Regions from separate parts of the Mus musculus genome. Here regions 1, 2, 3, 4, 6 and 7 are each linked to region 5. A link is a contact called in public Hi-C, HiChIP or PLAC-seq and promoter capture Hi-C data. All regions are on one chromosome and are shown on one strand. The core of a region is the stretch at or near the end of the contact, and the rest is flanking DNA. Distances in the headings are between cores, read along the strand shown. Region 1 overlaps Adcy10 (adenylate cyclase 10). Region 2 has its middle 25 kb from the start of Gm51750. Region 3 overlaps Pou2f1 (POU domain, class 2, transcription factor 1). Region 4 overlaps Pou2f1 (POU domain, class 2, transcription factor 1). Region 5 holds the start of Creg1 (cellular repressor of E1A-stimulated genes 1). Region 6 overlaps Pou2f1 (POU domain, class 2, transcription factor 1). Region 7 overlaps Mpzl1 (myelin protein zero-like 1).

The links. Promoter capture Hi-C pulls out the DNA fragments that hold promoters and counts their contacts. Hi-C and Micro-C count contacts between places; a contact is called where the count stands out from the background. HiChIP or PLAC-seq counts read pairs in DNA pulled down with a chosen protein or histone mark.
Region 1: a promoter capture Hi-C map of trophoblast stem cells shows a contact between it and region 5, with 2.1 times the contacts expected there. The contact joins the enhancer-like site here to the promoter of Creg1 in region 5. A contact is called at or near these places in 1 of 39 promoter capture datasets (trophoblast stem cells), 1 of 484 Hi-C or Micro-C datasets (ventral hippocampal neurons) and 1 of 115 datasets of contacts at active chromatin or transcription factors (embryonic stem cells).
Region 2: a contact with region 5 is called in an H3K4me3 HiChIP or PLAC-seq map of bone marrow-derived macrophages, with 2.7 times the contacts expected there. The contact joins the enhancer-like site here to the promoter of Creg1 in region 5. A contact is called at or near these places in 10 of 39 promoter capture datasets (the C10 cell line, the HPC-7 cell line, HPC-7-derived erythroid cells and 6 more), 23 of 484 Hi-C or Micro-C datasets (B cells, the BV-2 cell line, the C10 cell line and 17 more), 8 of 115 datasets of contacts at active chromatin or transcription factors (the HPC-7 cell line, Th17 cells, bone marrow-derived dendritic cells and 4 more) and 3 of 9 other capture datasets (adipose tissue, embryonic stem cells and liver).
Region 3: a promoter capture Hi-C map of the HPC-7 cell line shows a contact between it and region 5. The contact joins the enhancer-like site here to the promoter of Creg1 in region 5. A contact is called at or near these places in 5 of 39 promoter capture datasets (the HPC-7 cell line, cancer-associated fibroblasts, cranial neural crest and 2 more), 2 of 15 datasets of contacts at CTCF or cohesin (the G1E-ER4 cell line and large pre-B cells), 89 of 484 Hi-C or Micro-C datasets (B cells, the C2C12 cell line, CD4 T cells and 55 more), 11 of 115 datasets of contacts at active chromatin or transcription factors (the HPC-7 cell line, PVALB interneurons, the SCID.adh cell line and 8 more) and 3 of 9 other capture datasets (adipose tissue, liver and pancreatic islet).
Region 4: a promoter capture Hi-C map of the HPC-7 cell line shows a contact between it and region 5. The contact joins the enhancer-like site here to the promoter of Creg1 in region 5. A contact is called at or near these places in 21 of 39 promoter capture datasets (the 3T3-L1 cell line, 3T3-L1-derived adipocytes, the C10 cell line and 15 more), 2 of 15 datasets of contacts at CTCF or cohesin (CD8 T cells and the NIH/3T3 cell line), 85 of 484 Hi-C or Micro-C datasets (3T3-L1-derived adipocytes, the AML12 cell line, B cells and 56 more), 20 of 115 datasets of contacts at active chromatin or transcription factors (the 230-238 cell line, CD4 T cells, the HPC-7 cell line and 16 more) and 3 of 9 other capture datasets (adipose tissue, liver and pancreatic islet).
Region 6: a contact with region 5 is called in a Hi-C map of B cells, with 9 read pairs. The contact joins the enhancer-like site here to the promoter of Creg1 in region 5. A contact is called at or near these places in 4 of 39 promoter capture datasets (the C10 cell line, the HPC-7 cell line, cranial neural crest and 1 more), 1 of 15 datasets of contacts at CTCF or cohesin (large pre-B cells), 2 of 484 Hi-C or Micro-C datasets (B cells and ventral hippocampal neurons), 2 of 115 datasets of contacts at active chromatin or transcription factors (the HPC-7 cell line and fetal liver) and 3 of 9 other capture datasets (adipose tissue, liver and pancreatic islet).
Region 7: a promoter capture Hi-C map of liver shows a contact between it and region 5. The contact joins the enhancer-like site here to the promoter of Creg1 in region 5. A contact is called at or near these places in 3 of 39 promoter capture datasets (liver and pre-B cells), 2 of 484 Hi-C or Micro-C datasets (embryonic stem cells and liver), 2 of 115 datasets of contacts at active chromatin or transcription factors (the SCID.adh cell line and embryonic stem cells) and 3 of 9 other capture datasets (adipose tissue, liver and pancreatic islet).

What each region holds. Positions count from the first base shown.
Region 1 is chr1:165,563,174-165,566,636 of GRCm38.p6, reverse strand. Adcy10 (adenylate cyclase 10) reads right to left here. Exons shown (of 34, transcript NM_173029.3): 27 at 2,510-2,714; 28 at 2,336-2,432; 29 at 1,256-1,371. Among named protein-coding and RNA genes, the nearest start is that of Gm51750, 5.7 kb to the right of the region's middle. Within about 2 kb of position 1,991, at least 9 of the 459 cell types and tissues checked have an H3K27ac peak or open chromatin away from gene starts, as enhancers often do. A contact at or near this core is called in trophoblast stem cells, where this site is marked.
Region 2 is chr1:165,582,326-165,585,774 of GRCm38.p6, reverse strand. No RefSeq gene overlaps it. Among named protein-coding and RNA genes, the nearest start is that of Gm51750, 25 kb to the right of the region's middle. Within about 2 kb of position 2,039, at least 13 of the 459 cell types and tissues checked have an H3K27ac peak or open chromatin away from gene starts, as enhancers often do. A contact at or near this core is called in bone marrow-derived macrophages, where this site is marked.
Region 3 is chr1:165,956,838-165,960,067 of GRCm38.p6, reverse strand. All of the region lies in intron 1 of Pou2f1 (POU domain, class 2, transcription factor 1), which reads left to right. Among named protein-coding and RNA genes, the nearest start is that of Pou2f1, 44 kb to the left of the region's middle. Within about 2 kb of position 1,922, at least 5 of the 459 cell types and tissues checked have an H3K27ac peak or open chromatin away from gene starts, as enhancers often do. A contact at or near this core is called in the HPC-7 cell line and bone marrow-derived macrophages, where this site is marked.
Region 4 is chr1:165,984,410-165,987,725 of GRCm38.p6, reverse strand. The region is part of intron 1 of Pou2f1 (POU domain, class 2, transcription factor 1); the gene reads left to right. Among named protein-coding and RNA genes, the nearest start is that of Pou2f1, 17 kb to the left of the region's middle. Within about 2 kb of position 1,730, at least 50 of the 459 cell types and tissues checked have an H3K27ac peak or open chromatin away from gene starts, as enhancers often do. A contact at or near this core is called in CD8 T cells, the G1E-ER4 cell line, the HPC-7 cell line and 9 more, where this site is marked.
Region 5 is chr1:165,762,312-165,765,575 of GRCm38.p6, reverse strand. Creg1 (cellular repressor of E1A-stimulated genes 1) reads right to left here and starts at 1,818. Exons shown (of 4, transcript NM_011804.3): 1 at 1,438-1,818. The coding sequence starts at 1,791.
Region 6 is chr1:165,926,216-165,929,265 of GRCm38.p6, reverse strand. The region is part of intron 2 of Pou2f1 (POU domain, class 2, transcription factor 1); the gene reads left to right. Among named protein-coding and RNA genes, the nearest start is that of Pou2f1, 75 kb to the left of the region's middle. Within about 2 kb of position 1,510, at least 11 of the 459 cell types and tissues checked have an H3K27ac peak or open chromatin away from gene starts, as enhancers often do. A contact at or near this core is called in B cells, where this site is marked.
Region 7 is chr1:165,616,642-165,619,992 of GRCm38.p6, reverse strand. The region is part of intron 1 of Mpzl1 (myelin protein zero-like 1); the gene reads left to right. Among named protein-coding and RNA genes, the nearest start is that of Mpzl1, 16 kb to the left of the region's middle. Within about 2 kb of position 1,727, at least 112 of the 459 cell types and tissues checked have an H3K27ac peak or open chromatin away from gene starts, as enhancers often do. A contact at or near this core is called in the SCID.adh cell line, adipose tissue, liver and 1 more, where this site is marked.

The DNA.
Region 1 (3,463 bases), core at 742-3,241, 200 kb after region 5:
TTGAAAAGCACCTTGATTTGTGACTTTCTTTGTAATATTATTATGGAAGAATTCAAGGAGCTGGTTCTGTGCTGGTGGCATGGGATTGTGTTCCTGGACCACTGTCATTCACATTTGGCTCTAGAATAGACACTTCCTTATCCTCTGTGAGGAGAGAGAGAGCTGTGTTTTTCTGTTGGCATCGCCAATAGCGATTAACTCTCATTCTCAATGGGCCAGTCCTTGTAGGCATGTGAAAGCTTTAACACAGCAACACACATTGTCATTGCTAATGTTCATGTTGGAGAATCATGCAACCAAGCTACAGAGGAAGGTCTCATAAAGTTTTAGGTAGATTTACTGTTTTGTGTCAGACTGTGTGCCCGTTAGTTTTCGGACAACTTGATATAAGCTAGTGTCATCTAGGAAGAAGGAGCCTCAATTGAGAATCTGCTTCTATAGGAAGTGATGTGAGTGGGCCTAGCCTACTAGACACAGTGCCACCCCCCGGGTAGGTGGTCCTGGATTGTGGCCAAGAAAGCCACAAGAGCAAGGCAGTAAGCAACACTCCTTCATGGTCTCTGCTTCAGTTAGTGTACAGGTTCCTGACTTGAGCTCCTGTCCTGACTGCAGCCTGCAAGGTGAATGACATCCTTTCCTCTCCAGGTTGCTGTTGGTCATCATGCTTAGTCATAGCAACAAAGACCAAACAAGAACAGAACGGAGTCATGGCTATGAAGCCTGGAGGTCATACGTTGGATATGGTTATCAACATGAAGCTTCTAAGGATAGCCTGAAAAAATTAAATAGTCCCAGTAAAGGGCACATTGTTAAACAATGCAGTGACTATCAACCATCAGAAATTGATCTGACAGCTCAGACCTACAAGGTTCCTCCAGATTTCATTATTCTTTTTCACTGCTCACTCCTCTCCCAGCCCTGAAACAAGGTCTCACTATGTAGCCCTGGTTGTCTTTGAACTTACTATATAGATCAGGATAGTCTTGAACTCATAGAGGTTTGCCTGCCTCTACCTCCCAAGTGCTGGGATTAAAGGTGTGTACCAACATACCCAGCATTCATTGCTTCCTTACAATTTTGGTAATTATTAACCAGCTCCTTGAATCACATCACTAGGCTCTCTCCATCCCTTAACACTAACTAGTTCAAAGTCAAAGTCCAAAGCCCAAGTCCTGAGAGACGCCTCATCACTCCAGTGTGGAGATCCACCCTGATTTCTTTTCATTCCCCAAGCCAGGATAAATTCCACGCGTACCAGAATAAAGCATGATGTCCAAGCAGACGAAATAGAAAAATGCCTTGCTGAAGATGTCCTCTTCTGTTACAGAAAGGTCCCACAACCATCCCAGCACCTGGACCAAATGTTTATATCTGTGCAACAGAGGTGAAGATGTTAAAAGGAGTGAGAAGAAGGGATGGACTTCAGTCCTTGTCTAGTTAGTCCTGGACATGAACAGTAGTTCAGAGCCAAATACAATAGAATACAACCTTAGAATAGGCTTCAAATCTTCCCTTGCCCAGAACTAGAACCTAAGCCTCCAACTGGGTCCTCACCCCAAACTGTTCATATAGGGCTCCTCCATTTTAGGAGGACTAGAGTCTGGCCGATGTGGCCAAGTCTTCATTGCTGTTTGTTTGTGCATGCACAATGCCTTTTCTTTCCCCTTTATCTACCAGAAATGGAGGTCCTATTCCCCGCAATAAGCATAATTGGTTGCCCTCTTGGCCAGAGCAACCAGATTAGAGATGAATACAAAAGAACTCCAGGAGGAGAATTAACAGGGGAAAAGTGATGTTGATGATAAAATGTCAGTTATCAGTTACGGTATCTTCCTTTCCTGTGCCATGGCCAGAGGGAAAAATAAGCCAGAATCCCACAAACAGCTTCCTGCCATAATTAGCTGTGGTTGCCAACCCAGTAGCCTCATTGGAGAGGAAAGCTTTCTGGTTGAGGAACTGCCTAGATCACACTGACCCGTGGGTATGTCTGTGGGGAATTGACTTGATCATTAATTAATGCTGGGAGCCCCAGCCTTGTGGAGGAGGCACCATCTCCAGTTCTAAGAGCTGGTTAGCTTAATCACATACTGGAAAGGGAAACAGAGAGCCAGCCAGCAAGAAGCCATGGTTTCTGTTCCAGTCCCTGCTCGAGTTCCTTGTTCCAAATTTCCTCGAAGATGGACTATGACCTGGAAGTGTAAACACCACCATCCCGCCCCTCCCCACTTTTGGGCAGAGCGCAACAGGAAGGAAAGTCACAGCAACAGGAAGGAAAGTCACAGCAACAGGAAGGAAAGTAGAACCCGAACTTTGGAAAATGCTTTAGGGCAAATACCTGCTTTTCAAGAAAAGAGGTTTACTCAGTCTGCAGAGAACCATCTGGTATTTGTTGGGATTCCGAAGAAGTGACCACATCCTGTGGGCTCGAGAGCCTGGGGAGAAAGCAATCAGGCTGTGTTTGGGGTACTACATGTGACTTTATGCGTTCTCTTGCCTTGCCGGCCCTTACCTAACTCAATGGCCAAGTCCAGATGACCCATTAAGAACTTGATGTGGCCCAGTGTGTCGGCTGTATACGCCATGATCTCAATGGCCTCGCCTTTCAGGGGGAGGTTCAGGAGCTGCTCCATGACCAGTATTTCATATTTGAACCACACGCCCTGGTAGCCAGCGAGGTGGTGGTACAGGGAAAAGTCCAGGTAAGCCTTGATGATCTGTGAAGGCAGCAACAGAGAGAGGAGGAGGGAGACTGAGGAAGAACCGCAGCATGAAAGGCTCAGAGCCTGCCAGGACCCTTTGTTTGTTAAACACGGAGCAATGCCATGGGCTTGGGTACAGAAATCAAACTAGGTGGCTGCCACCTACTTACTGGGTCTTCTAGGATAAGCTCCGTGGCCGCTCTTGTGCACAGTCTTTAAATGAAATCCAAACATTTTAATTTGTGGGGGAAAGTATAGGCAATTGCTTACACATGGGGAGGAATGGCTGCATAGTACAAGATGGGGTGGGTGCAATCAGGTCTACATGGTAGGGTCTTATGTTAAGGTGGACAGGTCTACCTGGCAGGTTCTTATGTTAAGGTAGAAAGGAATATTTGAAAGAGAATTATCCTTTCTTATGTACTGCTTTTGTAATGTAGAAAAAAAGGAAAGCTGGTTTGGCTGGTTTGTTTGATAAAGTAAGGACTGATTTAAAACATAATTGGAGACTTAAGAGATGTTACTCACTCCTTAAGCAAATCTTTAAAATGAGGAAGTTGCCCCAGGATATAAATGCTTAGAGAAGAACAAGGAGAAAAGAATTACTTCTGAAGAATCATTCTACACACACACACACACACACACACACACACACACACACACACAATGCATGCATAATATGTATAAACCATTTTGAAAAGTACAAACAAGAGAATAGACTGTTAATAGACTCTCTAATAGTCCAAGAATTTTATGTTGGGGGT
Region 2 (3,449 bases), core at 790-3,289, 180 kb after region 5:
AAGTGAGCCTTAAAGAGCACAGACTCCCGGCTGGGCTGGGACTTCCTGTGCTGGCCAAAGAGAGCTTGGAGACAAGAGCTTGAAGAGGTGGAGAGGAGCCCAAAACCCTGATTAAGGGCTGTTCCAGGTGGCAGAATTAGCGCAAAGTCTACACACCCCACGCCCTGCATTTAGGAAAAGGCCTTGGAAGGAAGCCTTATGATACAGGCTTCGGAATTTCATCATAGACCAGCACAGGGATTTGTTTGTTCGTTGGGACGCTTACCCTGCCAGTTACACAGGTAAAGGATGGAAATCAGATATTGGGGAAGCGATTAATAACGTGACTTAGGGCAGAACTGGGTTAGGCGTAAAGGAACTGGATTTTTAGCAGCGGTGAGGACAAAGATGAGAGCCATGGGAGTAAGGTTTAGAAAGATGTTCAGTAGCACTGACAATATGAGTGACTCGGGGACAGCCAGGTGAGACAGCCCATGCATGATAAGCCCAGCGCTCAGGAGACCGAGGCAGGGGAATTTCTTGGAGTTTGAGGATCAGTCTGACTACAAAGTTCCAGGCTGAGCTGTAGGGTAATATAGCAAAGGAAAGCGGCCAGGGTTGCTACACACAGTAAAATCATGACGAGCAAAGGCTGCTACCGTTAACATGAGGAAGCAGCTCCAGGGAAGGTGGGATTTAGGGTTGAAAACCCGGGGTTTCTCGTGCAGGGGCAAAGCGAGCAATGGCAATATCCTCGCAACTTTGTAGCCCCCTGTTCACTTGACAACTAGCTGTATCTGATTCTTTGAGTACCCTTCCAGAAAAGTTCCCCCACCTCTGATATCAGTGTATTCCGTCTCCTACTACCCGGCAGATCAGCACCCCTGACCTAAATTTCAATCACTTCTCTTTGGCAGGCCACCCTAATTCCAGCTTGTGACACGATTTGCCTGTGTCTATCTTGGCCCAGATCTCTTCCATCTCTGAGAGTGATTGGTGAAACCTGGGTGGCCTTGGACGCAGGATCCACCTCAGTGGGAGAATACTTGCTCAGCCAGTGTGAATCCTTTGATTCTTAGATCCTTAGTACCACATATAAAAGCCGACCGTAAGACTTTCTAAAACAGAAATATGGTCCATACATGTCCTTCAGTGGTCATCCTGAGACTCCTATTTTGGATGGTGTTGATGGGTCCCAGACCTAAAGCCAGATGGCCCACAAGGCTCCTTTGTTCAGTGGGTCTCCTCAGACCAGCTGGTGTCTGGGGGTGGGGACCCAGTGCTCCAGAGTTCCAGGACCAAATGCTGTGTGCTGGCCTGGGAAGGCCTTCTGTCCGATTCACACCTCTTCCCAGCTAGCTCCCACCAGCTTTCTAAAGGCCACATCAGGGTGTGTGCAGCAGGTGCCCTGTATTTTAGTTGCTTGTTTGCCAGCATTGACACACAACCACCACCTTACAGAAAGACTAAGATGCTACGATTAAATCTCCATGTTACAAACCAGGAAACTGAGGCACAAAGAGCTTTCCCTCAAGGGCATAGACTCAACCGCTGGATCCAGTCCAGTGAGTTTTCAGGTCTATGTCATATGCCACGGTTTGGATTGTTTCTTGGCTCATTCCTGTATTCATGGTACAGGGCCTGAGACCATCATTTCACTCACTGAATAAATACCAGGTCCCTAGGGCCGCTATAAGAAAGAGCAAGAGCAAATATTCCTTATACATCCATCACTTGACAGCTCCCGAACACTTACTATATGCCTAGCTCTGGGCTCAGTGCTAGATAGACAATGTAGAGCATCTTTGCTCTACAGGAGTTCAGAGTAGGTAAGGTTCAAGGGTGCATGGGGGTGGGGGTGGGGTCAAACAAAACCCACAAAGATAATGCTTCTCTTCTCTGTTCCTAAAGTCGTCACGGATTACCTATCACATCTTTCTCCTAAACATAATTCTGGGCGGGCTGCTCCAGAAAGCACCTTGGTGGAAGCTTCCTGTGGGTGAGACATGCAGAAGCTACAGCTCAGAGCTCTGCTGGAAAAGGCTCCTGAGGCCACAGCCAAGTCCAGTGCTGCCATCTGCTGGCCACATCGAAGATGCGCCCAAACCCAGGGCTTGTGACGTAGCCAAGACCAGCAACCAAGTTCAGCATCCCTGTAAAACCTATGGGTCATCTGTAAAATCAGATAGATGTACCTGGGCCCAGACATGTAGAACATACGCTTTCTAAACTTCACCGTAGACTTCTCTACTTCAGTCTGTCGCTCGCTCCTTCTTTCCTTCCTTCCTTCCTTCCTTTCTCTCTCTCTCTCTCTCTCTCTCTCTCTCTCTCTCTCTCTCTCTCTTCTTTCTTTTCTTTTTTCTTTTTTTTTTTGAGAAAGGGTTTCTCCGTGTAGCCCTGGCTGTCCTGGAACTCACTCTGTAGACCAGGCTGGCCTCGAACTCAGAAATCCGCCTGCCTCTGCCTCCCAAGTGCTGGGATTAAAGGCGTGCAGCATCACTGCCTGGCTCCCTCTTTTCTTTCTTGGGTAGGGTGCTGAATTCATTTTACCTCTGAAAGATGTTTATTAGCTGCAGGCCCCATGGAATTTTTAGGACCACTTATATCACATGCAAATAAAGGTACTTTGACTTCTTTTCCAGTTTAAATCCCCCTTCCCCCATCATCTTCAGTTGTCTTATTGCTCTAGCTAGGACTTCAAGTACTACACTAAACAGATATGGAGAGAGAGGACAGCTTTGTCTGGTTCCTGATATTGGTGGAATTGCTTTGAGTTTCTCCATTTAAGTTGATGTTGGTTGTGGACTTGCTGTGTGCTTTATGATGTTTACTATGTTGATGTATGGACCCGTATCCATGATCTCACAGTACTTTTATCATGAAGAGTTGTTGCATTTTGTCAAAGGTTTTTTCTGCATCAAATGTGATCATGGAGTATATGTCTTTAAGACTATCTATATGGTAAATTGCATTGATCAATTTACATATGTTGAACCATTCCTGCACCTCTGGGATGAAGCCTACTTGATTATCGTAAATGATTGTACTGTAGACCAGGCTGGCCTCAGACTTAGAAATCTGCCTCCCTCTGCCTCCCAAGTGCTGGGACCAAAGGCCTGCGCCATCGTGCTTGGCTCTCTTTCATCTCTGGTATTCTGTTGGTGAAGCTTGCCTCTATGGTTCCAGTTTGAGTTTCTAAAATTTTCATTTCCAGATTTCTCTCCATTTGGGTTTTCATTATTGATTCTATTTCTACTTTCAGGTCATGACCTGTTTTATTCATTTTCTTCCACTGTTTGTGTTTTCCTAGATTTCCCTAAAGGATTTATTCACTTCCTCTTTAAGGACCTCTGTCATATTCATAAAGGCTGTTTTTAAGGCCTTTTTCTTGTGATTGCGGATATGCTGGTATATTAGAGCCTCTGTGGCAGGACTGCTGGCCTCTAGTGGAGGTATATTGTCCTGGCTGC
Region 3 (3,230 bases), core at 673-3,172, 190 kb before region 5:
CCACTGACCCCACTCGATAGGGGGTGGACAAGGAAGGGGCAGCCTCTGAAACCAGGGGGCCCCAGAGCGACACCCTGTAGCCCTGGGGTTATGGGAGAGAGGGCTGAGGGAGAGAGGTTTCCACGCAGGTGAGAGTAAGCGCAGTGGGCCTTGATGGACAGAGACAGACAGACAGACAGACACACAGAGAGAGAGAGAGAGGGAGAGAGAGAGAGAGAGAGAGAGAGAGAGAGAGAGAGAGAGAGAGAGACCCCAGCCATGGCTAAGAGGAGAGAAGGGGGAAAAGGAGAGAGAGAAGAAAGGCTAGAGAGGAAGAGGGAAAGAGAGGGAGAGGAGAGAAGAGAAGAGAGTAAGGGGAGTAAGAGCAAGAGAGTGAGGAGGGGCCAAGTAGCCCCTCTTATGGTATGCTGTTATCTTTATTGTTGCTAGGTAACTGGGGAGGAGTTTAGCATGAAGGTCAGAAGCTTGGGACATTGTCTACTTGACTTCTAGCCATGCTTCTTTTGTGGGGGCTGAGGGGCCAGTAACTTCCACAGGAGCCCTGGTTCCAGGAGACATGAGAGAACTCCTTCCATCCCATGTAGGTGATCTGCATATAGTTCAATGCCCCATATGACAGGAAGTCTTTAAACTTTTAAAATTCACTTTATATCCAATTGCTGCCCCCCCTTTCTGATCCACCACCCACACAGTCCCTTCCCTATCCCCCTTCCCCTTCTCCTCTGAGAGGGTAAAGGCCCCCCTGGGTATCCCTCCACCCAGGCACATCAAGTCTCTGCAGGGCTAGAGCGTCCTCTCCCACTGAGGCCAGATAAGGCAGCACAGTTAGGGGAACATATTCCACAGACAGGCTGCAGCTTTACGGACAGATCCCACTCCAGTTGTTGGGGGACCCACTTGAAGACCAAGCTGCTACATATGTATGGGGCCAATACAGTTCTTAATAGCAGCCTTATAAATTTCTGTATATCGTGCTAGGTAACTGATACAATAAAATAATAAATTTAAGAAAGCTTTGTATTACTTTACTGAAGAACAGTAAACCCAAAGACTAAGACATTTGGGGCTCTCAAGGGGAGACTTAGGAGTACTATGTTACGGTTAGATTCCACTGTCAGGTGCTGCTGAGCAGTTTAGTTTACCCAATACCCTTTTCTTTATTTTTCATATGTAAAATTGAATGATAAAAGAACTTACATGATTGTTCTTGTGAGAAGAAACTAGTTAATGCCTGTCACACTGTGGCTATTTAAAAAAAAAACAAAACAACAACAACAACAACAAAAAACCTTGAGCTAGGAATGGATTTTATTTTATTTTTCTTTTAACAGGGTTTTTTAGTGTGGCCAAGGCCTGAATCTCACTATGTTGATTAAGATGGCCTCAAACTCTCAAGTGCTGGGACCAGCTTTAGTTTTTATATTTATGATATTAAAAAAATGGGAAGGTGAGTGACAGATTAGGGGTCCACAAGGCCTAATGTTGTTGCTCTGTATAATTATTTCCCAGAAAATGCTAGTTTCTGGGAATGTTTATGCTATTGTGAGTATGGTAGTTTGCCAATGAATGTTAGAATGAAAGATAGCTGTTAGATGAGAACTGGAGTTAGAAAAGAATGATTGTGGATACTACTGACTAGAGAAGGAAGTCACAGTTGTGACTACTGGTGATTACTTACAAGGGGAAAAAAAACAAAGCCAAACAAAATGAAAGTCAGTAACATTGTAGAAGTAGCAAAACCAGTGGAATCCAGAAGGACTTCCTCTTTTGGAAATGGGGTTAGGAATGTTTTAGGGTCCTCTATCTTTCTGCTGTGTTTAAAAAGTTAGACTCAAGAGTGATGTTGAGCTTTATAGTAGCTAGTTATTATAGTTTGCTAGGATAAAAAAATTTCAAGTACTGTCCCATGTTTTCAAGATTAATTTTAAAAAATGTTTTAAAAGTGTGTGTGTGTGTGTGTGTGTGTGTGTGTGTGTGTGTAATATGAGTACATGTGCGTATGTGGGTTATGGAAGTCAGAGGACAGCTTTTGTGTTGGTCCTCACCTTTGACCATGTTCACTGCTTTGTATTGGGGGCCAGCTGACCCATGAGCTTCTTGGGGTGCTGCTGTCTCTGCCTTCCATCTCTCTTTAGGAATTTTGAAATTACAGACACATAAAACATGTGTCAGTTTTGCAGAAGTTCTGAGATTTGAACTCAGGTCTTCATGCTTGTTTGGCAAGCCTTTGGACCACCTTTCTAGTTTAATGTTCTGTATTTAAGATCAGCACATGAATAATAATTCTTTAACTTATGGGTATTGCACATGCACATATGCTTGTATATCACATTTGTGCCTGGGGCCAATGGAAGCCAGAAGAGAGTGTCAGACCCCTAGGAACAGGAGTTTCATTCAGTTATTTATGAGTTACCATGAAGGTGCTGGGAATTGAACCCAGGTCTTCTAAGAAGAGCAGCTAGTGCTCTTAACCACTAAAAGACGACCTCTTTGGTCCCCTAGTGTTATGTAGTTAAAGATCTTATTTATTTACTTATTTTTTGTTTTTCTGTGTATGTGAGTGCATGCACACATTTATACAGGCACACAAGTGAGTTTGCAAAGGCCAAAAGGAGGTTAGGTTCCTCAGAGTAATGGGCATTTACATTTACAGATCACTGGGCTTATACGCTGATGCTGGGATCTGAACTTTGGTCCTCCATTTGAGCAGCAAGTGCTCTTAACCACTGAGTCATCTCTGCAGCCCTTTTCTATAGTTTGGGAAGTAGTCCTCCATGCTTTATGTTATGAAGGAGATTTAATAAACAGTAAGAAATGCATAAGTGCTTAATTGTATTTATTTTTATAATAATCAGTAAATGCTTTTAATTAACCAACTTCACACATTCTGCCGTGGAAATTTGTGGAGATAGTAAATTCTTAGTTACTTCAAATTCAAGCCAGATTCTTCAGTATTTATTCCTATCTGCCCTCCAACTATCCTGTTTTTCATTTAGGGTGCTAGGGTAAGTTTTCTTCTTTCATTTTTATTTCCTTGATTAATGATTTCACATTTCTACTGGTTTTAAACTGTATACATCTCTAAGCTAATATCTGAATTGTAGTAAATAATGATACTTTCTGTAGTAATTGAAAGTTGCTTGAATGTTTCTAATCCGAAGCGGTCCTAATCTGAAGCAGTCCCTGGAGTGTTTAAAGCAATTCTTTTATTTCATAAATTGGTTGTTTAC
Region 4 (3,316 bases), core at 481-2,980, 220 kb before region 5:
TAATTCAGAGGTAATTGTATGTTTTCTGCTTGTGATTTTATTAAATGACAGTCATCATTTTAAATCACAAGATAGTTAAGGAGGGATTTTTGCCATTCCTGTTTCAATACACGGGTCACAAATAAATGATTATAAGCTGTTTAAGCTGGTAGAGAACTGTGCATTTCTTCATCGGTGTTTCCTAGGTACCTGTAAGCTTGCTGTCAATTTTTGTGTTCCTGTACAAATTCCTTTTAAAAAGCAAACTTCCTCCATGTTTTGCTATTTAGTTTTTGCTTTGTTTATAAATACCTTTAATACACTTTTGCCATGTCCTGCTGTTTGTCTTTTGCTTACTTTATTGCCTTCTCTAGAGTTCTTTACCATTATTTTCATAGAGATTTGTGTAGTTTAGATCTTTTGCTTTGGATACTCTTGATTCTGTATGAAATTGTTCCAGGAAGTTTTTACCTAGGAGGTAGCAGTTAGCCTAACTCTTGTTTCACTATTTATCTCTCATTGGATGATGTCAAGCAGTAACCTAACAAAACATTTGTTATAACTTGTTTGTGTTATTGCACACAACTCCAAATTGTCTGGGATGGGGGTAGTTGAAATAACCAAGTATTTTGCTTTAAAAGCAAGGAATCAGAAATGTTTATTTTAGTTACTACTGATTTGTACATAGTGATGTCAGTAAAAAGTCACTTAAGCAGATAAAGTAGTTATGCTATTTAAAAGAATGTGAAGGCAACCTTTGTTATAGTAAGTTGACAACATGAATTTTTGCTTGGTTAATCGACATACAACTTCAGTTATTAGCTTAAGGTAGACTGAGTCTGGATAATAGAAAATCATGTTATGTAATGATATCTGTGTATTTAGTTGTTTAATAATGGTAGCCATATTCCTTTATGCTTAAAAGTTTCTTTGTTTTTAAAACTTATATCAATTAAAACATTAATGTTAGCACCATATTTAAGATTATATGTAATTTTTATTTTCTGCACACTAGAATCTTCCCCCTCCCTCTCTTTTAAAGACAGGCTATTACTATGTAAGTCTGGCTGTCCTCGAACTCAGTATAGAGACCAGGCTGGCCTTGAACTCACAGAGATCCACCTACCTGCCTCTGTTCCCCAAAGTGCTGGGATTAAAGGTGTGCACCACCATGCCTAGCTTAGTTTTGTTAAGTTCTTTAGTCCCCTGAAAGTATTCCTGGCATATAAAATGAAGCAAAGTGTTCGTTTTATGCCTCATTTTGCATATAGGCTAGCTCATGTGATAATGTGTACATATTTACTATTTTCTCTGGGGAGTTGTAAGATTGACTGCCTTCTTTATGACATGCCTCATGTGTTTGTATCCTAACCACTACAAACATGTTAAGCTAGTAGATAGCTATCTCAGCAGTCACAACACAATAGTTTTTTGTTCTGCCGTGCATATCTATGCATAGCTGATGGTTAGAATCACCTGCTCAGAGCATGTTTGTGCATGTTCTTTATAGTATTGCCAGTTTCCTTCTCATTCTTTCTGTGAGAATCCTAAGTATAGAGCACTTCAGAGAGCTTAAAATCCTCTCTGAATAGGGTAGGAACAGTGTGAGAATCTTTGCCACTAAAGGATAGACATAAAAGGAAGACACAGATCATTGTGGTGAGGAATCTGCACATGGTTTTGTTGGGTCCTCTATGTTAAGCCTTTTAAAAGGCTGCAATGCTTTGGCCCAAACTATAGTCTTATCTGAAGGTTCAGATGGGAGGGAGCTTGCCGAGCTTGCTCACATGATTGTTGATGGATGGAGTTCTCCTTACTGTTGCACTTAAGACCTCAGTTTCTTCTTATCTAGTACTTGGTTGATCAGAAACTGCCCTCCCTCCCTTCCTTTGTGGTTTCTACAGCTTTCTTCCTTAGAGTAGGCCTTGAAGGAGCCAAAGAGAATGCTAGCAAGGAAAGAACGTTAGCAAGATTGAAACCATTGTCTTGTAACTGAGTCAAGGTAGGTTAGGAAGACTCAACTCCTTCTAAGAGGACATTTCCCTCTCAGATGGTATTTGGGTGAGGACTAAGTACTGGGTGACATTTTTCTGAGAACAAGACTTAATTTTTTGGTTAGTCTTCATAGCTAGCACCCCTCAACGTACATATATATTTTTGATGACAAAAATTGTCAGGCACAGATATTTCAACTACTTGATTGACAGTTGTCAGACCTTTCTTTCTCCCACACTGACCTACTTGTGGCCTTTATCTCTGTTAGAGAAGGCTGAGTCCAAAATACAAAGAGCCAGCAACTCAGCCTTCGCTGTCATAGTCAGTAGCAGTGAGCAGTGCAGGAGAGAGATAGTAGAAGGCTGGGGCGTGGAGCGTGAACAGCTGAGATTAAAGAGGGTAAAGGACAGCAGAGAGTGGGGTGTTTGAAAAGGTGCAAGCTCTGTCTAACTGCTGGCAGAATTCCAGAACACTTCTAAGAGCTCTGGCTTCTTAGGATCCATAATAATAAGAGCTAAGGGTCCAAACACTTGAAGCTTGGAAGTGTAACACTAGTCCTTCAGTACTAGGCCACAAGAACTTAAAAGTGCAGAGGTGTCACACTGAAAGCAGACCGTCTGGATATCCAAGGCTCAAGAGTTACTAACATTAAACAAGTGTTACTTTGCTTCTGCATTCTTTTCATCTATCAAAGAATCCTCACTTGATCATTAACATAATTTCCTAAGTAGTATGTTCCCTTCTGCCATGTTATTAGAAGCATATTACTTGATCCATTTCACACTCAAGAGCAAGCAGTAATACTTGGAGTCAGGTATCAGTGGAGGCCATTTTAGAAATCTACCAACACCTTGCAGTAATTTTTAGGATCCTAAAAGGGTCCTGAAACCCAAAAATTAGTTGTTTTCAAGCTGAAGAGTTGGCAGGTCGGTTAAGAAAACTTGCTGCTCTTATAGAGGATCTTGGTTCAATTCCCAGCACTTACATGGCTGCTCAAGCATCTGTAACTCTAGTTCTAGTTGATCCACTGGCTTCTCTGACTTCCCAGGGTACCAGGTACACATGGGGTACACATAGAAGCAAATCCATGCTTAACACATAAGTAACAAAATAAATAAGTCTAAAAATTGTTTAAAGTTGTTCTCTAGGGCTTGGTTTGGGGCCTTGGAAACTTGCATGTGGGGTAGGGGTGTGAAGTTGACATGAGAGTCTCCCCTTTATGGACTTCATTTTCTCAAAGGAAAGATCTTAATAGTACCGTGACTGTCGCATAGCAACATCTTCTATGTAGTAGCACAAGCGTAAAGAGTGATGAGGGTTAGCAAAGCAAACGCCGCTGAGG
Region 5 (3,264 bases), core at 569-3,068:
TGGCTGGGAGGGACAGCGGCTTCTATTACTTTTGTCTCTCAGAAAAATATAGCCCCACCCCCACTCCCAGTGCTGCTAGGTCTTTAACCTTTTCAAGAAGAGTTAGAAACTTAAAGAGCAAATCAATAGACTTTGTTCTCTAAAATTTTATCCTGCGTGTGTGTGCGCACGCGTGCAGAGTGCAGGTGCACCACAGGTGCATTGGGTATTAATGAGTGTATGGTGTGGCCAGAGGTCAGTTTTGGAGGTCACTCCTCAGAAGCTGGAGCCATCCAACTGGCTTTTTGAGCCAGGCTCTCTCTCCCTGCGGTCTGAAGCTCACTGACTCCGCTTGGCTGGCAGGCCAGGGAGCTAGCCACCTGGCCAGTGCAAGATCACACGTGTGTGCAAGTGTGTGCAAGCCGTTGAGCCAGTGTAGGATCACATGTGCGTGCAAGCTGTCAAGATGGGTACTGAGGACCAAATACAGGTCCTCGCGCCTACATGGCAAGTATTTTACCAACTGGGCTATTTCCCTAGCCCCTAGGATTGCAGTTTTAAAAGGCAGTAGCTAATTTAAATTTGTTTAGAACAATACAGAACTCTGTGGAGGCTGAAGAAAACGGGTCTCTTCTATTCTAGCACATGGGTCCCAGTCCTGTGGCCTGTGCTTTGAAGACAAGTGGGTCTGAGGTGAACTAGGGTTGGCCCCCTGGCTTTGCGCAAATTACTTAACCTCATGTCTTCATCTGTAAACCCGGAATAGCCATGCCTGTTTCTAAGAGTTACTACAAGAGACAATGAATGAAAACAGGTGGAACCGAAAAGCCCTAGGCACATACCATGGCAAGGGCTTGGTTAAAGCGTCGGCGTCTCTTGGCTCACTGTTTACCACGACACCAAGCTTTCTCAGTTTTGCCACAGACCCTCCACCGAGTCAGGCTTCATTTCTGGGCTCCTGTGTGGCCTTTCCCTCCCAGGCTGTTTCCACCTGAGCTGTAAGCAGAGCCAGGTCCGCAGTCAACTATAATGCTGTGTAGTAGTTTCCCACTGCTGATAGGTAAAGGTAGGGAAGAGAATCTCCGAAGTCACATAAGCCAAACGCTAAACTATCCAACAATCTGTATGCCTTTAGATCACAAGAGTGCAGTTTATGCAGAGACAGCGCCTAAAGAGGACGCCTGACTATCTGAAGGGTGTGAAGTGCTCCAGGTACTGGCAAAGAATTTACCCCAAGCGCTTAGACCAGTAACAGGGTAAGTAGGAACTTCCTGGTAGTTCCCCAACATCTGGGATGCTACAACCTCCGCCTAGCCAGCGCAGGCCAGAAGAGACAGTCATGTGAGCTGGGTTCAAAAGTCTTATCTCTAAGACCCACGCTCTCCCCAGCGAGCTAAACTGGAGACGCTGGTTTCCTGCTCTGCCGGGTCTGGGAAACCGCGCCGCGCTCCCGCTCACCTGCAGGTCGCTCACGGCTTGCTGCAGTGGACTCAGGTACATGTAGGGCTCGCCCGTGCCTTCTCCCGGAGGACCGTCACTGATTGAGATGATGTCCGCGAAGGGCCAGCCGCGCACCTCCTTTATTGTGGAGATAGTGGCCAGCGAGCCCCAGTCTGAGACGTGAGTCACGAAGCGGGCCACGCGCGGCCCGTCTTCGCGGGGTGGCAGCGGAGGCAATCGCCTGTCCACGTCCCAGTCCCCGTGGTCCCGGCCTCCGCGACCCGAGGCCGGCGACACCAGTAGTGCCACCAGCGCGGGCGCCAGAAGGGCAGCAAGCAGGGAACGCGCGAGCTCAGGAGCACGGGCAGCCATGACGCTGACTGCGGAGTCCCTGCCCACCGACCAAACTCTGCCGGGGTAACTATTGCCTGCCCGTTGTTCCGCCCCTCCGAGAAAGCCAATCAGAGATGAGCAGGCAAGAGGGGGCGTGGCTCCAGTGCAACCCAGTTTCCAGAAGCATATGGTCTGTTCACCGTGTCCTGTGATCTGCTCTGTGAAGAGTGCGAATTTGCCCTAAAGAGATATTTGTTTTGCTTGTTTGATTTACAGACAGATAAATGAGGTCTAGAAGAAATTAAGCAACTTCCTAAGTCACAGTGCTAGAAAAAAGCTGCCTGCATGCACGCACACACCTCCTTTTTAATGTCTTTGAGTATGCTTGCCTGGCATCTAAGAGAACGTGAGTTTTCTGTGTGCTCTTTTCTGTTTACTGACTGTTAGCAAGCAAGCCTATATGTAGTACAGTACAGAAATACCGACATGCAGGAACTTAAAAATTCCTGGCCCAGAAGAGTCTTCAGATAAAGCCACTTTGTTAGTTTTCGGTATCCCACTCAAGACTTTGACCTTGTCCATTTGAGACCTGTCAAGTCATCTAGCTCGGTTAAATTCGTGGTTTCATGCATTTATTCTGGCAGATCCTCCAAGCCCGTGGAGGATTTTCATTCTGCTACCCTAGGGAGTTAGAAAATGTATGCAAACGTGTTTGCGTCGTTTTAAAACTGTGGCCACTGTTAGAATCTTTTAAGCCCCACCCATCCTATAGTCTGAATCAGGCCACACCTCTCTGCAGCTCTCTCTCTTCCTAACAGAGTTATGAAGCAGTCCGTGCTTAGCCGCTACTCTTTTTTCTTTCTTAAAAAAATATTAGGTATTTTCTTCATTTACATTTCAAATGCTATCCCGAAAGTCCCCTGTACCCCCCCCTCCCCTACCCACCCACTCCTACTTCTTGGCCCTGGTGTTCCCCTGTACTGGGGCATATAAAGTTTGCAAGACCAAGGGGCCTTTCTTCCCAATGATGGCCGACTAGGCTATCTTCTGCTACATATGCAGCTAGAGACACGATCTCTGGGGGTACTGGTTAGTTCATGTTGTTGTTCCACCTATAGGGTTGCAGACCCCTTCAGCTCCTTGGCAGCTCCTCTTAGTCTGTGGCACCCAGCTCCCTGTCATGTAGGCCAGGATGAACTAAATCATGGGATGTGAAACTTCCTGACACCTCTAAAATGATATAAAAATCAGGCTTAGCCTCTATTCTAGGGACTGGTGTGAGACTCCTAAAGGAGATTTCTGGAAAGATATTCTGAGGTCTGCCTCTAGCTAGCCCCCCACCCCAATCTGGCCCACTACTCTGTCTTTCTCCTGATCTCTGTCTGTCTCTCTGTCTCTCTCTCTGTCTCTGCCTCTCTCTCTCTCTCTCTCTCTCTCTCTCTCTCTCTCTCCCATTCACGTGTGTTGAGGTTTGGTCTTTTGCTATGTATTGTAATGCTAGGTTCTATATGA
Region 6 (3,050 bases), core at 261-2,760, 160 kb before region 5:
GTTTTGTTTTAAAGTAGGATGTAATGGGTTATGCCCAGCAGTTGGAAAATTAAAGCAGGAAGATTATCTTGAGTTTCAGGCCAGGCTAGACTACATAACAAGACCTTGCTTGCCTCAAGAAAAGAAAACGTGAAACACAGTGACACCATTTGTGCCATGATAAAGAAAATAGTAGCTTATTTAGATCATGTTATGCCTGTTTTAGTTTTCATTTTAAAATTCAGTGAACTATATAGACTGTTTGCTCTTTTTCATTTGTTTAGTAATTTGTGTGTGTGGGGGGGTTGTTTGTTTGTTTTTGTAGTTCATGAAAAAGTCCAGATTTTAAAGAAAGGAGCCCTGAATATTATATAAAACCAAAGTCTAAAACTTTATAGGTTCAGGAGACAGTTGTGTCGACCTCTTTTTCCTAAAATGATCACAGCTAAGAGTTTGCTTTATAAGATTTTAAGGGTAATGAGAGGTATGAAGGTCAGGCATTCTGACCATGCATTTTAGACAGACAATCTTCATATGCACACAGAAAATTTGTGATTCAGGTTTGTTCAGGATTCTGTCTTATATGTAAAATGTTATAGGTGTTATTACTAGATTTGGTACAAACAGATGAGACTCACAGTCTTCTTAACAATCTACCAAAAGCCAAGACATTAACAAAACTGGTTCTGGATAGTTTATGGTGAGTTATCCAAGATCAAGCATAGAAGAGCAACATAATGTTATTAAATGGCCTGCCTACCTGTCTCCCTCCCTCCCTCCCTCCCTTCCTTCCTTCCTTCCTTCGTAAATTATTTTTTAAGTGGGGTATAGTGTGGTACATGACTTTAGAATCAGCACTTGGGAGGAGTTGCAAAGAAATAAATACAACACACCAAAATAGATTCAAAAGACTGTACAACTCAAGGAACTTCTTTCTATCCCATTAGATTATACATTCAGAACAGAAGCTATTAAGCTTCCTTCACGTTGAATTTTATACTTCACTATCTAATATATTTTTATGCGGTATCAGCTATCAAAACCAAAAAAAAATCCGTGGCAGAGTTAGAAAAGAAATTAGCTTCGTATCCCTTGTATTTGTATCTGTTTCCTACATTCAGTCAGTCCTTCCCTCACCCCCATAACCTTTCTTCTTCTTTTTTCTACATGTGGTATCATGGCCCATGTACATTTATTTGCATATAACTGGCTAGTTTCCACATGAGGGAGATGATGTATTTTTTTCTTTCTGAGGTTAGGTAACGTCATTTAATATTACACAATCAAAGTCCATCAATTTTTCTGCACATTTTGTGATTACATTTTTCGTTAGAACTTTATAGAATTTCGTTTTATATATCATATTTTCATTGGCCATTCATCTGTTGACAGACCAGATTCCAATTTCTTGCTTTAGTGAATAAAGCAGCAAGGGGTGTAAATATCTCTATGATAGATTGTGGAGTTGTGGGTATGGGCCCAGGAGTGACAGAGTAAGATCATGTAGTAGTTCTATTTTTAATTATTTGAGAAATTTCCAAGCTGATTTCCACAATGACTACACTAATTTGCATATCTCCCAACAGTAGTGTCACCACATCTTCTATCACATTTGTCGTACTTACTGATGGCAGCCATTCTCACTGGGGTGAGGTCTTATCTCAGAGTAGTTTAAATTCTTATTTCCCTGTTGGCTAGGGATATTAACACATTAAAAATAGTTATTGGCCATTTTTGTTTGTTTGTTTCTTTTCTTAAGTTATCTATTTAGCTTATCTGCCCATTTGTTAATTGGCAGTTTTATTTCCTTGGTATTTGACTTCTGCAGCTCTTTGTAAATTCTGAACATTAGCCCTCTGTCTGAAGTGTGATATAAAGATGTTCTGCCATTCTGTATGTAGGGTGTCAGTTTGTTCTGTTGATTATTTCTTTTAATGAATTTTTAAATACACTTATAGGCAAGGTAAAATGAACCACCATTGAGGGAGAAAGTGTACAAATTAAAACAAGTGGGTTGGGGGAGAAACCAGAGTTCTCATTTCAAGAAGCCACATGAATGTTGATGGTTGTTGTGGCTTGCCTGTAAGTCCAGCCTTGAAAAGCAGTGGTAGAGCTTTCTCTAAGCAAGCTGGCTAGCAAGACTACTCAGTGAATATGGAGGAAGTGATCAAGTATGATTCCTAACATCAATCTCATGTGCAGTGAACTATGCACATATAGAAACATGCATACACACCACACACATGATGGCAGCAGTACACAGAACAGATGGTTAGCTTTGTAAGAAAGTTGAGAAGAAGACAGGAGAACTGCATTTGTGGTCTCCAGTACTCCAGGTGCCTACTGCACCCAGAGGACTCACTGCAGTGCAGTAAGATAATGATTTTGATATCAAATTCATTTTACAGAAAAATACATATAAAAAATAAGCAGTCAACATTGAGACTATTCCTTAAGAAGTATGTGATTCATGAGAATTCAGTATAAGGAAAAATGTATTTCCAAGTTGGAAAGAAAGTGTTATGGAAGACATCATTAGAGGAGGTAGAGTTTATGCTGCCCATTGAAGAATGGGTTACAGTTAAACATAATGGTGGTTGGCATTTTACCCTCAGCATGAAGAAGCAATAAAAGCTAAGATGAAGTTAAAGAAAGATGTACCAAGTCTCTCTCTCTCTCTCTCTCTCTCTCTCTCTCTCTCTCTCTCTCTCTCTCTCTCTCTCTCTCTCTCAAATTATGGTATGTTGTATGATCTCCAGACCCTTTTCTGTTTAGTCATTCCCAAAATTACAGAATTACATTCTTGTAGAGACTTTAATTTAGCCAGTATTACTACATTGGCTTTCTTTTTCATTGGAATTGGAATTGATCTTCTATCTTGCTTTGTGTGTTGCATGCACACTAGTGTGATGTGGGATTCTCATACATGCTCATGTAAAGATCAGAGCAGGACATCAGGTTTCTTCCTCAGCTGCTTTCCCCCTTGTTACAATGGGAAAGGCTTCTCACTGCACTTGTTGTTTTGGCCAGGTTGGCTGTCCAGCCAACTCTCCTGATCTATCTACCTCTAC
Region 7 (3,351 bases), core at 478-2,977, 150 kb after region 5:
GCTCTGCAGTGGTTAGTGCCCTCAGGGCTTTCAACACGGGGTGTTAAGTTATAACCTTTTGGCAGGAAAATGATCAGATTTACCCAAAGGACTATATTTTCTTCTTTTTGCCAAAATCTGAGGACATGCTTGGATCCTACCTGCTGGTCCTACAGGGCAAGCGGAGGGCAGGAATGGCTTGTGCATTGCCTGCGTGATTGCATTGAGTTCTTGGTCTTTAGTGAAGGCTCACTGTGGGACATCCTCACATGACTCCCTGGGAGTCCAGATGCAGGGAATGGGCCTTCCCTGATGGACTGTGCATGTTTGTCTGTCTGCACAAGGCTGTCGCTTCCTGCATAGACTTGTAAGAATGAATGCTTGATTGGAAAAAAGCACTCAGTCACAGGAAAGAGATGAACAGTGCACACAGAGAGAGACAGAGAAGCCATTCCAGGCCTTATAGTCAAGTGACTTATAGTCAGTGCAGTGACTGGCCTGATTTAGGACCTTGTGAATATTTCTCATTTCAGCAACAGAAAAATCTTTGTTGGTCCAGAAAAAAAGTTAAGGCTAGGGACGTGGCCAGCTGGACATGGGTGTGAATGGTAGGGATTGGCCCTGAGACTGGAGAATCCTGCCTGTTCCCACAAGTACATGGATGTTTCCCTTACATTGAGATTCCGATAGATAAATTCCCTTTGGAGGAGACCTGTAGATGCTGCCTTCAAGACAGTTCCAGCCAACAGATATTGTCCCGAGTAATCTCTATAGACACCCTCCACCCCCGCCCCACCATGATGGTGTTTTAAAACTTGGATTTTTTTGTTTGTTTGGCTTTTCAAGACAGTATTTCTCTCTCTAACCTTGGCTGTCCTGGAACTCACTCACTCTGTAGACCAGGCTGGCCTCAAACTTCGAGACCCACCTGCCTCTGCCTCCTGGGTGCTGGAGTTAAAGGTGTGCGCCACCACCCCTGCAAATCTTGAATTAAAAAAAAAATGATTTTGGTTTTCTTTTTTAAAGACTTGTTTGTTTGTTTATTATATGAGTATGCTGTAGCTGACATATTAGAAAAGGGCATCGGATCCTGTTATAGATGGTTGTGAGCCACCATGTGGTTGCTGGGAATTGAACTTAGGTCCTCTGCAAGAGCAGCCACGGTTCTTAAGTGCTACGCTGAGCCATCTCTCCAACTCAAATCTTGAAACCTTTATTGTGAAGCACTCAGAACGTTGTATATTTTGTTCTTTCTTTCCTTAGTTCTCTCATTTTGTGCCCCCCACCCCCACCCCCAGCATCAAACAACACCTGAACACATTGAGAAGGGACCACGCGACTGTCAGGTCAAGAGTGTAATAGTGAACATAGAACCCGTCCTCTGCCCTCTGATGGCTATAGACAGCTGTCCTTTCCACAGAGCACAATGGGAGAAGTGCCCAGGGAAGGACAGGATGTCATGGGATCACCAAGTGTGGGGGAAGGAAGTCATTTTGAGATTGAAGCCTGAAGCAGAGGCTCAGACAGCGTGCAGAGGAAGGAGTGTGTTCCCGGCGAGTGGAAAGTTCACTTGATGAGGATTTCAGGCTCACTGAATGGAGTATATTTCTGTAGCCGTCCCTGACTTTGTGTCATTCAGCTAAGAGGGTTCCAAAATAGCAACCCTGACGCATGGAAGAAAGGAGCCCATTTGAGCTCTCAGTGGCCTCTGGCCACCAACCGCTGCCAAGCAGCTCTGCACCTGCGCAGTCGCTGCTGACACACGTGACCAAGCTCTGCTTAGCCAGTCAGATTGTTCAGGCACAGTGGGTACTACTGAATGTTTTGCCTGGAACATTCTGGGACTGAAAAAAGATGTTTTTCCCCTTCTTACTAATGTCTTTCCCTCACTTTGTTTGTTGTTTGGTTTTTGAGACAGGGTTTCTCCGTGTAGCTCTGGGTATCCTGGAAACCACGCTGTAGACCAGGCTGGCCTCGAACTCAGAGATCCACATGCATTAGTCTCTGGAGTGCTGAGATTAAAGCATTCCACCACCACGTGGCTCTCCCTCAGTTTTTATCCTGAAACATAAAATGTTTGGGGGGGGGGGGGGGAGGCAGAGAAAGAACACAGCTCATGGGGTAAATAGAGAGTAAGAGCCCAGGCACCTGTCCCTTCCACCGTGGTGGCCCAGCGGTAAACTCCTCCTGAATGACCTTGTGTTTAGTGTTTTGTTTTTTTCTTTTAAAAGGTCACATGAGGGCTTGTCTTAGCAGATAGTATTAGCCCATCACCATGTTCCAACAAAATCAATGAAGCATAGGCCAGAGAGCAGTTCCTAAATAGATGGATTTATACGCTTTCATGAGAGGCCATACTGGCAACTTCAAAGTGCTTGCCGGGGTGGGGGTGGGGCTGGGGGTGGGGGTGGGAGGCTGCGGATTAAAGCAACCGCCTTCTTTCAATGACAGGGAAAACCTTAACAGGATCCTTTGTAACAGTAACAGAACGAGGATGGTCTCAACCAAAAGCTGTTTCAGGATCGTTGTCTGCCTGGGCTGTGGGGGTGTTTTGTTTACTCACAACTATGCTATCCAGTATATTTCCAGTGGTTTTACAAGTTTGAGTTTATTTGGAGTAATAAGGTCACTGGGCCGCCTCACTCACTTCCTGTTACGTTCGTAATTCAGAGTATTGGAACAGGCCATGTCAGGAAATGACCTCCTGGACGAGCCATGTTTGTCTAACCGGGTCTCAATTTGCTTTCTTCAGGCTGGGTGGTGTGGCACTCGTGCTGGGGACTCAGCTAGATAGATGGCCGGGTCAGAGTCTGCCTGAGCAGCTGCCAGACCCAAGAAACAAAGCTTCATTTCTTTGTTGTTTTCATACTCTGTATTTTCCTTTTGATCTTTACTAAAATGTCCTGGCTTTCCATCTAAACCATAAGCACATCAAGTGTGGGTATTGTTTGCTTCTTGTAGAAATGACCTTGCTGCGTTGTGTTTGCCGGTCAGGGATTCTCTAGGTGTCTTTCCATCTGAGGCAGTCTCCATGCTCTTTATAAACGGCAAAGTCACTGCTCAAAGATAAATTGGCAAGGCAGTGCGTTTTAGAAGCCCTAGTCTCTAGGGCTCAGTAACTGAAGAGTTCTTTCTGGGTTGTTTATTTGTTTTCTTGACCTTTGAGCCCCAGCATAACTCAGCAAAGTTTTCTGCTGCTTGTTAAACAAAGGGGGAAATGTGCCGATGCTGTTACTGTGTCAGGGTTTACACAGACGTTTGTTTATGTAAGCCTTGGACGTAAGTTCATGGAGTTTGGAAACACTTGATAAGCATTTTGTCTTTTTATTCATTAAATTTTTGTTTTATATGTAGGCCATAATCTTTCCCCTG